Linked DNA regions of Mus musculus: regions 2 and 3 are each linked to region 1. The links are chromatin contacts, called in public HiChIP or PLAC-seq and promoter capture Hi-C maps. All regions are on one chromosome and are shown on one strand. The core of a region is the stretch at or near the end of the contact, and the rest is flanking DNA. Distances in the headings are between cores, read along the strand shown.

The links. HiChIP or PLAC-seq counts read pairs in DNA pulled down with a chosen protein or histone mark. Capture Hi-C pulls out chosen DNA fragments and counts their contacts.
Region 2: a contact with region 1 is called in a promoter capture Hi-C map of adipose tissue. The contact joins the promoter of C1s1 here to the promoter of Clstn3 in region 1. A contact is called at or near these places in 4 of 39 promoter capture datasets (the 3T3-L1 cell line, embryonic stem cells, liver and 1 more), 1 of 484 Hi-C or Micro-C datasets (uterus), 1 of 115 datasets of contacts at active chromatin or transcription factors (pancreatic cancer cells) and 3 of 9 other capture datasets (adipose tissue, liver and pancreatic islet).
Region 3: a contact with region 1 is called in an H3K27ac HiChIP or PLAC-seq map of embryonic stem cells, with 5 read pairs. The contact joins the promoter of 1700027F06Rik here to the promoter of Clstn3 in region 1. A contact is called at or near these places in 1 of 39 promoter capture datasets (liver), 1 of 115 datasets of contacts at active chromatin or transcription factors (embryonic stem cells) and 2 of 9 other capture datasets (adipose tissue and pancreatic islet).

What each region holds. Positions count from the first base shown.
Region 1 is chr6:124,462,907-124,466,492 of GRCm38.p6, reverse strand. It overlaps Clstn3 (calsyntenin 3), which reads left to right and starts at 1,709. Exons shown (of 18, transcript NM_153508.4): 1 at 1,709-2,072. The coding sequence starts at 2,009.
Region 2 is chr6:124,539,740-124,543,764 of GRCm38.p6, reverse strand. C1s1 (complement component 1, s subcomponent 1) reads left to right here and starts at 1,406. Exons shown (of 12, transcript NM_001097617.1): 1 at 1,406-1,497; 2 at 2,277-2,432; 3 at 2,769-2,976; 4 at 3,267-3,444. The coding sequence starts at 2,410.
Region 3 is chr6:124,362,430-124,366,298 of GRCm38.p6, reverse strand. 1700027F06Rik (RIKEN cDNA 1700027F06 gene) reads left to right here and starts at 1,813. Exons shown (of 2, transcript NR_131162.1): 1 at 1,813-1,980; 2 at 2,783-3,017.

The sequences.
Region 1 (3,586 bases), core at 460-2,959:
CAGTACCCAGGAGCTCTTGTCTTTAGCTGCATATGTATCAAAAGATGGCCTAGTCGGCCATCACTGCAAAGAGAGGCCCATTGGACTTGCAAACTTTATATGCCCCAGTACAGGGGAACGCCAGGGCCAAAAAGGGGGAGTGGGTGGGTAGGGGATTGGGGAGTGGGTATGGGGGACCTTTGGGATAGCATTGAAAATGTAAATGAGGAAAATACCTAATAAAAAAAATTGAAAAAAAAAAGTCTAAAGCCTAAAACCCCAAGAAATTCCAAGATTATAAGGCCTTGAATACATTTTTAAAATAAATTATTTAGAATATATATATATATATATATATAAAGAGATGCAGCCCCACTCTGCCCCGCTGCAGTGATGGGCTCTGGTCTGCTGTGTGTAGCCCTGGAGCGACTGAGACTTAACAAAGTCATTCCTGGCTTCAGCTTTTTCTGTGGAATGACCTTAGAGCTGTCTGTCATTCAGAACTTGAGCTTTCTGAGTGTCAGTCTTGGCCTCCGAGTCATTTCGGTCAGGTTTGGGAACCCCGAGGGACGGGCTTCCACTGGAGGCTGCTGTGGCAGGCAGTGTGTGGAGCAGCTGTGAGTTCTGGCTTTATTCTTAGACTGAGAGGAAGGGGAGGGAGGGGGCATTCAGAGGTGTGAGTTGGGAGTGAGGACCGCCACAGGAGACAGGAGCCACAGTACTAAAGGCCTGGACTCTAGGCCTTCACAGCTCTTCCCCTGCCCCCTTACCATTGGCTGAATATGGTTCTTAAACGGGTGTTCTTGGTCTTCTGGGGCATGTTTGGGGAGGCAGAGGAAATGACCATCAGTGAGGGATGAGTTCAAGGGAAGGCTGAAGATTTTATACTCTTTGATTTGGGACCCAGGGTTTCCCTCTCAGTTCCGAGTCCTGGATACCATCAGCCCTCAGCCAAGGCACATCCTAACGGCTTGGAGGATATTGAAATCATTGTGTACCATGTCTGCAGCTGCCCACTTGCCTCCCAAACTGACCAATGATGTGGGGCAGCTCGATCACAGTTTAAGGTGGGGAAATCAGGGACTGTAAGCAGTAAGAAAAGACGATCTCAGATGCAGATGAACTGCCCTTCCAGGAGCGTGTGTGGAAAGGGCTGCCGGGAGTCCTTCCTCTTCCTCACCTAGGGCTCTTGTCATAGGTTTTTTTTTTTGTTGTTGTTGTTGTTTTTTTTTTTTTTTGTCTGTCTATCTGTCCGTTAGGTTTTTCTGGCCCTCCGCTGTCGCCCACAGGGCCCTGAGTTGGAACTGAAATGCTAGAATTTCCTACTCGAGGTTTTGCCTCCAGGTTTCCAGAAAGCACGCAGCAGGGACTAGCTAATGGAATGGGCTGTGGAAAGAGGTTAATGCAGAATTGGGGGTGGGTGACGTGGATACTGCCTCTCTTGGCCACCCCCAAGGCTCTTGACGTCTCTGTCTCACCCTACCTCCTGCCTTTCGGCTAGGTCTTCTGATATCCTTCGTATCTTCTACCCACTCCATGGCTTTCCTGCTTCCTCTCTAGCCCCCGCAGTTCCTCTGCTCCCCCAAACTGCAGCCAGGGGAAAAAGCCCTAACACATTCTCCCGCCCCTGCTCCCCAGTCGCATTGGTTCCCTACCCCCCCTTGCAGCACCTGGTGCCCTCAGTCTTCTAATTGGCCAGCGGCCCCATCAATCCTTGCCTGGCTGTGCTGACGTCATCCTGCAGTAGCGGGGATGGGGTGGGAGTGAGAGAGAGATAGAGAGAGCAAGCGAGAGTGAGGACGCTGGGCTGGAGACTGAAGAGAGAAGCTACTGCAAGTCCCCCATCTCAGCCACCCAGCGGGTCTGAACACATCTGCTATATGGACTAGAGTGGTCGGCAGGCTCCTTTCCGATCTTGTCCCCCTGCCCTTCCCTCGTAGTCTCTGCATTTCTCCCCCAAGGTGGCATTAGCAGGCTTGAGGCTCCCAGGGGATAGGAACGCCTGGCCTGGCGTGCTTAGCACCGCACCATGACCCTCCTGCTGGTGTCCCTTTTGCTGGCCTCTCTGCTTCAAATCAGCTCTGGCAACAAAGGTGAGATAGACGGGGATGGGAGCCTCTGAACTGGGGCGTCAGGCTGAGCAATATGGGGGTAAGGAGGGAAGGGGATGTTCAGGCTCTCTGGTGTCCGAGACAGGTGTCCTTTCCTTTCTCACCACCCCCTTTCCATCCTTTTTTCAGACTGGCTCTCACTTCCAAGGGCCAGCTCCTCCTCGCTGGTCCATCTCTACATGTGCTTGCCTAACATCCTGCTTGTATATCTGTTCCCACCTGGGGTCTCTCTGCCCCCTCCCCCAACCCTTCCATGCTGGTAGATACCTCCTGTCTCAAAGGGACTTGCTCCCCGAGGGTGACATTCCCTCAGGTTCCGTTTCACTGGGTGTTCATGCATACTAAGGGTGTGTGGCAGATCCATCTGGCTGTCTTCATCCCTTCCTGGGGAGAAACTGTGTACCGCAGCTCAGTAATTCCGAGCACGTATGTATTTTCGTGTCTCTCTGCATCCATACCCTTCTGCCTGCATCCGCTGGGTTGTGGGTTACCACAGCTGCCCTCTCTGGCAGAGAGCAGATAAATTCAACTGGGTGAGACTGTCAGAGGGAAGGGGAGGTTGGGGCCAGGGGCCGAGGGTTCAGGTAGGTAGAGGGGACAGAGAAAGTCTGAAAAGGGAAGAAAAGGGTGTGTGTGGAGGGGTGCTCCAGGAAGGAGGTGAGAAGGGAATCTGAGGAGGGAAGGGGAGGTGAGGAGTGGGAATAAGAAGTGGATCAGAAAGGAGGAAGGTAGAGGCAGAAGGAGGAAAGGAGAGAAGTGGGGGAGGAGGAAATCAAGGAAGAGCCAGGAAGCAAAGAAGGGATGAAGAACGGATATAGGGCAGCAGGTAGACATAAGACAGGGGTAGGAAGGAGGGCTCATTTGGTAAGGGCATAAAGACAGGGTTGTAGGGTGCCTGGCTCGGCCCTTGGTACCCTCTGCTCTTCTGTCTGCTGTCTCCCATGTCTGGCTGGAGCTCCTACCTCAGGGTGGTCCTCCTGGCTCTCAGGCTTCTTCTCACTTCCTGCTCGGCCTCCCATACACCATCTCGAGGCCTTCATTAAGGGAGAGGGTTACGGTGGTCATCCCCACGAAATGGAGAGGCCTGCAGATACCAGGATGTTGGTTGGGCTGTGGTTATGGGAATGGACAGAAATCAAAATTTCTTGCTCATCATGAGACACTGGGGTGAGAGCCCTCTGGTGACTCAGTTTCTCTCTGATGATCTATCCTCCCCTCTCCATGTCTGCCTTTGGGAACATGGATGGGGGGCATAGTGGAGTTAGGTGGAGCAAGTGGTGGAGGTTGGTTCTAGGGATGTATGTTTTCCCTATGACATCTCGAGAGCTTGAAGGAAGTTGATCCTGGGGAAGAGACCCTCCTTGAGAGGAGTCTGGTAGGAGACAGTGTGATGTGGAATAGGCAAAATTAGGGTTCAGACAGGTCTGTGGGGGAGCACGGGGTGTGGAGATCCCGAGAGGACCTAGAATGTACCGGTTATGATTGTATTCTCTTGG
Region 2 (4,025 bases), core at 157-2,656, 78 kb before region 1:
ATGTGTATGAGCATTTTGCCTGCATATATGTATGTGTTCGACATGAATGCCTGGTGGCCATAGAGACCAGAAGGTGTCAGGTTTCCTGGAACCAGAATTACATCGAAAGTTGTGAGCCAGTGAGATGGCTCAGTGGTTAAGTACACTGACTGCTCTTCCAAAGGTCCTGAGTTCAAATCCCAGCAACCATGTGGTGGCTCACAACCATCCGTAATGAGATCTGATGCACTCTTCTGGTGTGTCTGAAGACAGCTACAGTGTACTTACATATAATAATAATAAACAAATCTTTAAAAAAGAAAAGAAAAAAATGTTGTGAGCCACCATGCCAGTGCTGGGACTTGAACCTGGGTCCTCTGGAAGAACAGCAGTGCTCTTCACCTCAGAACCATCTTTTCATGTCTTTGTTAATAAATAATTTCCAAATGGACTTAGAATGATGCTTGAGGGCAAATGTATTAGAATTGGAGAAACAACATTAGGCAAGCCTTTTTGGATCTTAGGTAGCCCAGGTTGACCTCCAAATGACTATATAAAGAAAGACTGTCCCTGATTTTCTGATAGCTCCTGGCTTCACTTCCTAAGTACTGAGGTCATAGCTGTGCATCAAATTAAACAAGAAACAAATGTACTATACAGAACTAGCCAGCCTGATATTCTCTATGTAGTCCAGGCTAGACTCAGATTCTCAGAAATTCTTCTCCTGGACTTACAGGCATTAACCACCTTGCCCAGCCTTGAGATGGGACTTTCGGGACGAAGAAACTTTGAGTGCACATGCCGTCTAGGTGTAAATTGTCTCGAAGGCAGGATGAGTTGCATTTATGTATTAATTAAAGAAAGAATTGCATTGGCATGTTCTCAGAAGACAGCTTGCAGGAACTGTTGGTTCACCTATGATGTGGGTCCCAGGGGATGTAGAGTTCATGTCTTTCTGCCTGGAGGTAGGTACCTTTCTAAGCTGAGCTATCTTGCCTCCTAGAGCCTCCAGACAATGGCTTCTACTTCTGATGACTCTCTTCCTTTGATTCATGAATCACACAGAGGGTTGGACTTTCTGAGTTTAGTTTTCGTCCCTCCTGTTAAGCCTTCCCTCCTTAAGAAGATAAATCACCTGACTTCCTCAAAAGCTCTGAAACACACCCTTTGGCTGTAAGAGAGAATTAGGCAATCTCAAAATTCCCCATTCCCCCCTTTTGCTCTGGACCTCTCAGCCCAGCAAAGCTGGTGCAGTTCTTGTTTTAAACGCAGAGGGCACTCTAAGATCAAGGCTGATTACTCTTAACTAGATTGTGATCTCCCAGCCCCCTCTGTTTGGAACAGGGAATTTTGGACATGCAAAAACACACTCCCTTAGGGAATCTTTAGAGCAAACAGAACAGGGAGGTGGGGAGGAGCTTCCTGCAAAGGCCACTCCCTCTGGAGCTGCAGGGGCTTAACTGCATGACCAGAGGCAGGAGAGGAGGCTGGCCCACTTGTTCCCATCAGCTCCTGAAGGTAACAACTTTAAGAGCAAGCCTTAAAGAGAGAAGCTTTGATGAAGGAAGAGGGAAAGACAAGGAACCATGTACAGTAAGGTTTGGAGCAAAGATGGAGGGTTGGAAGGAGCTCAGCGAGAGGTCAGAATACAGACACGGGTTCTCACATGTAGGACCCAGCCCCACCCCACAACAGCCTCATCCTTTCACACAGCAGTGTTTCAGGGGTCAGAGGCAATTTGTGAAAGACTTTTCTGGGAACTATGGGAAGATACCTTGCTCTTTAAGCAAAGGACAAAACAAACCAACTCGAGAAAAGTAAGGGAAAGCATATCTGAATGTCCTGACTTTTCTCAGCTTTCCCTTTTCCAGCACTCTGCATCCTATCACCACACGGCCGGCCATACTTTCTTTCTGATTAGCGTCTCCCAAGGTCCCTTCCTGTCCCTACTGAAGGAAACACTTTCCTCCTTCAGTGGCCATTGGGCCACCAGCAGAAGCAACACCTGTAATAGCTTGTCAAAGGGGGCAGGCTTGAATGGGAGAGGATCTGTCTGGAAGCTCCAGCCTGTTTGGAAATGCAGAGACCGATGCAAGGGGCCAGGAGTGGGTGGAGGAGGACACAAAAGACAGGGAGAAACTCCTCACTCAATTGTAGGAATATTGGAAGATGTTTGGGGACAGGGTTAATTGAGGGCTGGTCTGGGAAGTTAGTCTAAATCTCACTGGGGAGGGTGTCATGGTATCATGTGATGACCATTCCTGACAGGTACCTATTTCTATGGTATTCTTTCAAAGGTGACACTGAGCCCTGGGTGGTCCCTCACTACCAAAGCAAGCACCTGTATTTGTCAGATAAAGACAGCCAGGACTGCTGACTGCCCTTTACCTCCAAAATCAGAGAGCCAGAGAGCCAGAGAGCCAGAGAGCCATGGGCAAATCGCCAGGGATGTGGTAAGTGATCAGGTATCTACAGAAATGACTCCATCTCTACCTTTTTTCTCTCTTTCACAGTTTTGGGACAGTGTGTCACTATGCAGCCCAAGCTGGCGTAACATCACCCTTCCTCTGTCCCCAGAGTGCTGGACTTAGACACAGGCCTGTTGTATGTGATTTCCCATTTCTCTAGAAAGAGCTCAGATATGAACCTTGACTTTTAATTATTTATTTATTTATTCTGTATATATTTGTTTATTCCATGACATGTTGGCTGCCTAACGGTCAGAGTTCTGCATGAAGCCATCGGTTCCCGGCTTCCCACCTCTGTGTGACTTTTTTTTCCTCTTCCAGGTGTTTGGTCCTGTTTTCTCTTTTGGCATCATTTTCTGCTGAGCCCACCATGCATGGGGAGATCCTGTCCCCTAATTATCCCCAGGCGTACCCCAATGACGTCGTGAAATCTTGGGACATTGAAGTCCCAGAGGGGTTTGGGATTCACCTTTACTTTACCCATGTGGACATAGAGCCGTCAGAGAGCTGTGCATACGACTCAGTGCAGGTATATTACAGCACAGGAGGGAGAGGGATGGGAGGAGCGGGGGGGGGATGGAGGAATGAGAGGATTTAGGGGGCTGTGTGTTGTCAAGCCGTCCTATGGGGTAGGGGCATGGCTCAATGGCAGGGTACTTGCCATGCAAGGACATGTCCCTGAGTTTGGTCCCCAGCACTGGGGGAACATGAGGTGGGGGTGGGGGAGACAGACCGGACAGACAGACGGAGCTGGAGATCGGGAGTAAAGGTTCTGCTCTCTTTGCCCATTCTCAGTTTTACATTTCCTTCTTCTCTTAGATAATCTCAGGAGACATCGAGGAAGGGAGACTCTGTGGCCAGAGGACCAGCAAGAGCCCCAACTCCCCCATTATAGAAGAGTTTCAGTTCCCATACAATAAACTTCAGGTGGTCTTTACCTCAGACTTCTCCAACGAAGAACGGTTTACGGGCTTTGCAGCATACTACACTGCCATAGGTAAGGCATCCGTCTGTACGTGACATCTGGATCAAACTAAAAGATGGGAGGCAGGTAAAGGACCACGCAGTGCATGAAATGAGGATTCTGTTTTCTCTCTTTGAGTCATAGTCTGGCTATGCAGCCATGGGTGGACACTCCAAGACTCCAGCTTTGTGCCACTGCCCCCGGGCTGCTTACATCTTTAATGAATGTTGACTTGCCCTGGGTCTGCTTAGGAATTGCCTTGCCTTTGTGTGACTTTATCGCATGTTAGTGGTGGTAAAGCAGATAATGAGACTGAGAACCACTGAGAAATGGTTCTCTATCAGGAGGCTTGCTTACATGAATGCAACCTTCACCTCAATTCTGCAGTGTGGTCGGCATGGTCTTCCTATAAAGATACGGATCTGGTCTCAGTGGTGCAGGACTGTAATCCCATACACTCTGAAGGCTGAAGCAGAAGAACTGTCAACTCTAGGTCAACAGGGGCAACTTAGTAAGAACCTGTCTTCCTATCAGAAGTAAAGAGAACGCTGTTGAGACAGTTCAGTCAGTGAAATGGTTGCTATACAACCACCCATTAGAGTTCAGGTTCCATG
Region 3 (3,869 bases), core at 564-3,063, 100 kb after region 1:
ACATGCCCTGAGCATTTGCTGTCCCCTCTCCTGGGCTGGAGGTTCTTTTTCTGAAGAGGCAGGCAGCGCACCTTGCCACTAGCATGGTGGGAGGGAAAGGCCCTAGGAGTTTACGGTATCTGGCATTCGGGTTGGTGGTACTTGTCAGGGGGGTGGCAGAAGACATTTTGGGTCTCATTCCTGTTGGAACACAGTGGAGAAGTGCTGGGTGTGTGGTAGCTGTGGGTGGTTCTGCTTTATATTGGACTCTCTGAGGTTGTGAGATAGAGAGAAAAGTCTGAATTATTTGACAAGCTGGAGTACCAAACATTTACTGGAGGACGTTCCTCATCAGCAGCCAAAATTACACTGTCAGTTTCATTATCAACATTTTCACATCGAACACAAGTGTGTATATGTGCACGCGTGCATACGTTGCACACATGAGATCTACTAAGGAGATAGACCTTGATTGTCCTTGACTGTCATTCACTCTCTTACTGAGTTGCTTGACTGAGTGTCTCTTCACCGAGCGCGTGTAGAGAGCCTGTTAGGAATGCTATGAATAGGGTCTTGATGTGCACCTGTTGACTGGCTAGATGAGCAGAATCTACTGAAAGATCTTTTAAATTTTTTTTTTTTTTGCTTGATTGCTAAGATAGTAAATGATATTTAAATTAATAAATCTGATTTGTGGTAATAGAGATTGAGCATTATAATATAAATTGTTGCAAAACCAAAAGAGAAAAAACAGTATTCAATGTAGTTTAAGTTTATAACCTAAGTTTTTAAACTTTTTTTTTATGTAAAGATGATGTGTTTTGCCTGTGTGTCTATAACTAGACCCACGATGGTTGTGAGACACCATGTGGGTACTGGAATGTTAACGCAGGTCCTTTGCAAGAGTGACAAGTGCTCTTAACTACAAAGTTATCTTTCCAGACCCTAAACTCAATTTTTAATGGAAAATGATAAAACAGCTCAACAAGAGTTACTCATAGTCTATAAAAGGTACGGAACAGTCAGAGTTGAGAGAACAACAGATGAATGGACATGAATTGGCAGACAAGATGGAAAAAATCTGCAAAAATTTAAATACAAGAGGAAAAAATAGTACGGATATAGAGTACCACCGGCCCCAGCAAACAATGAATGAATGGCAACTCGGTAATTCACATGAATGAAGAGGAGCTCAGAGAAACCAGATGCAATCGCGGTTCTTGTGGCAAAACAGCAGAACCGAGTTGTGCTTGCCACGTGATCCCATTCACCCGTCCTGCCCAGTGCTGATAGGAGATGGATGAAGGGCCTCAGTGGGGTGGTTCCTTTTTGGATTCGAGACCCTCAATCCTCAATTTACTGTTGCATGTTTCAGCTTCCACGGGGAAATGAAAAGAGGCAGAGAAAGAGACAAAGAAGAGAGAACACAGTTGCCTTTTAAAGGCAAGATATTGGGCAACCCCTAGCTTATCATCAGAGGTAAACTGAGGTAAAGAACTTGGGTGGAGGGTGGCGTTTACAGTCTCACCCCACTTGCGGTTCCCTCTCTGCTTTCTCCACACAGGTGGGGACATTATCTCTGACTATATACTGGCATGCCTCCCCTGCCAGTTCGAACAATAAGCCAAAGTGCCACAGTGTTTTCTCACAGCAAGGAAAACAACACAAGGAGCGCCCTCTGGATTAACCTCTGGGCTAGCATAGGATGGACTGAGGTCTTCTAGGGCAGAGGCTAATCAGCCCCTGCCTGGCTCTCACAATCTCCCATTGTGCTTGAAGCAGTGACTTCACATCCGAGGTAGCCTACTGGTACCAGCAGGGGGCAAGGTAGCCCATACCTTTCTCATACTCCCAGCATGTACTTCTCAGGGATCCACTCAAATCCCAGTCCGGGGATCTTTTTTGTGGCCAGTGTCCTCGGTTTCATCATGGGACACTGTATTTTCCTCTTTCTCATTATCCTGATGATTCATCAGTGTAGAAAGAGGAGAGTGTTCCAAGGTAGAGAACAGCAGCATCCTGGGAATTCCGAGAGCTGTAGGTAGTGGGCAGGAAGAACGGTTGCTGTGGGAGACCGGATTTGAGCCTCGACTTCCCCAAACTTTCTGGACAATGACATTTGTTCTCCAGATTCTCAAACTCAGTGACTTTAGTGTCAAGAAATATGGTGTCATAGCAAAAGGATATTTTTCTGAAGTTCTAAAGTAGAACATGAGGTCAGGAAAGAGGCTCTGACTGGGGTAGGAATTGTAGGGTTGTCCAGAGGCATGAAGGGCATGGGATCTGATGGCTAGAGAGCAGACTAGTGAGCACAGGGAGAGTCTATATTAAGGCATTTTAGGTGCGATTTTTGTTGTTCAGCCTTTGCTTTAGTTATTTCCACATGTGAATATGTGAATATTATTTCCATGTGGTTACAAGTCAGGATGACTCTGATGGCCACGAGACAGGAAGGGGAAAGAATTGGAGGCAGGAGAAGGTTCCTTAGTCTGTCTCTCTCTCTCTCTCTCTCTCTCTCTCTCTCTCTCTCTCTCTCTCTCTCTCTCTCCTGCATCAGGTGAGGGAGATACTTAGTATGTGCACAGTATCTGCACATAGCATTCTGAGTCTCCCCCAGAGGCTCTTCCATGTTCTGAAGATATCAAGACATTTATGGGACCCCCAGAGGACCTCAAGTTCTCTCTGCTAGAAGAAAACATTTCAAGGCCAAGTTTCTGCTCTGAGCCTTATCCAATACTCATTCTTTGGGTCACAATTATCATAAGATCCTAAGCTTTCTTTTTCTGTTTTTCATATTGCCCAGAGGAAGAACTGATGGAGAGACTCCTGAATGAGGAAGAGAAGGCTGGAAGTCTGGTTTGTGAGCTCAAGACCATAGCGTATCACTGAAGGGACCAATGTGGCTGTACTGAAACCATCTGCACCATGGTCCAGGCTAGGGCTTCAGAGGACACCGCAGTGGTCACCAGCTGTTTTGATGCTGCACTGTGGCCTCACTTTTTATAAACTATCCCAAAATAACCATTTGTGCCCTTCTCACTCGTGTCTGTGATTTAGAACTCTGCGACCATCTAATGACTTCAGTACAGGCTGATTATATAGAACGGGCAAAGCAGCTCCTTGACATATGTGTACTTCCTGCATCTTAAGCGGGACAGATACCAGGTCCAGCATCAGAGCTGATGTTCTCCCAACCTCACAGTGAAGAGGGTTGAATAGCCTAGACATGTTTTATGATGATTACAACATTGTTTCTCCCACAATTTTGGCCTTCTTCCCAGTGGCTTTGGAAAATGGTAACAGGAGGCACATTTAGGTATAACTTTCTGGGAAAAGTACTAAGTTAAGAATACCCGAAATAGAAAAACTCAGATACATTCTTGGAATAGAGAAACTGGTTGGAAGCAGAATGTTTTCAAGCTCCTGATTTTTAAAATTTTGGTGGTGGGGGGATTATTAGATTTCATTTTACTTCTAAGTGTAATTAAGCCTTTTAATGGCTGAGTGACTGGGGCACAGTACATCAAATGTTTTCATCAGGATAATAAATATGAACCTCTAGCTCCCAGTGAAGCCTACCTCACACTTCTCAAGCACAGTACATTTTATTTCATTTTGTTGGTAAATTAATGCACTTTTGCTGTCCTGATAGTTAAGCTCAGGGTCTCATATATACCACGTAACGGCTCTACTACTAGATGACATCCGTCTAGCCTTATAGTAATGTTTTAAAAATGCAGTGAAAGCATGTGTGGGTTTTAGTTGGAAAAACAGTTTGTGTAACTTGTTCTTACTTCCTCTGGCTATAAGAGAAGATCGGATTGTCTCCTCCGGTGGGCAAGAGCAATGTTTGAAACGGATCACAGTCTACTGCTAGGCTAGTCTACAGA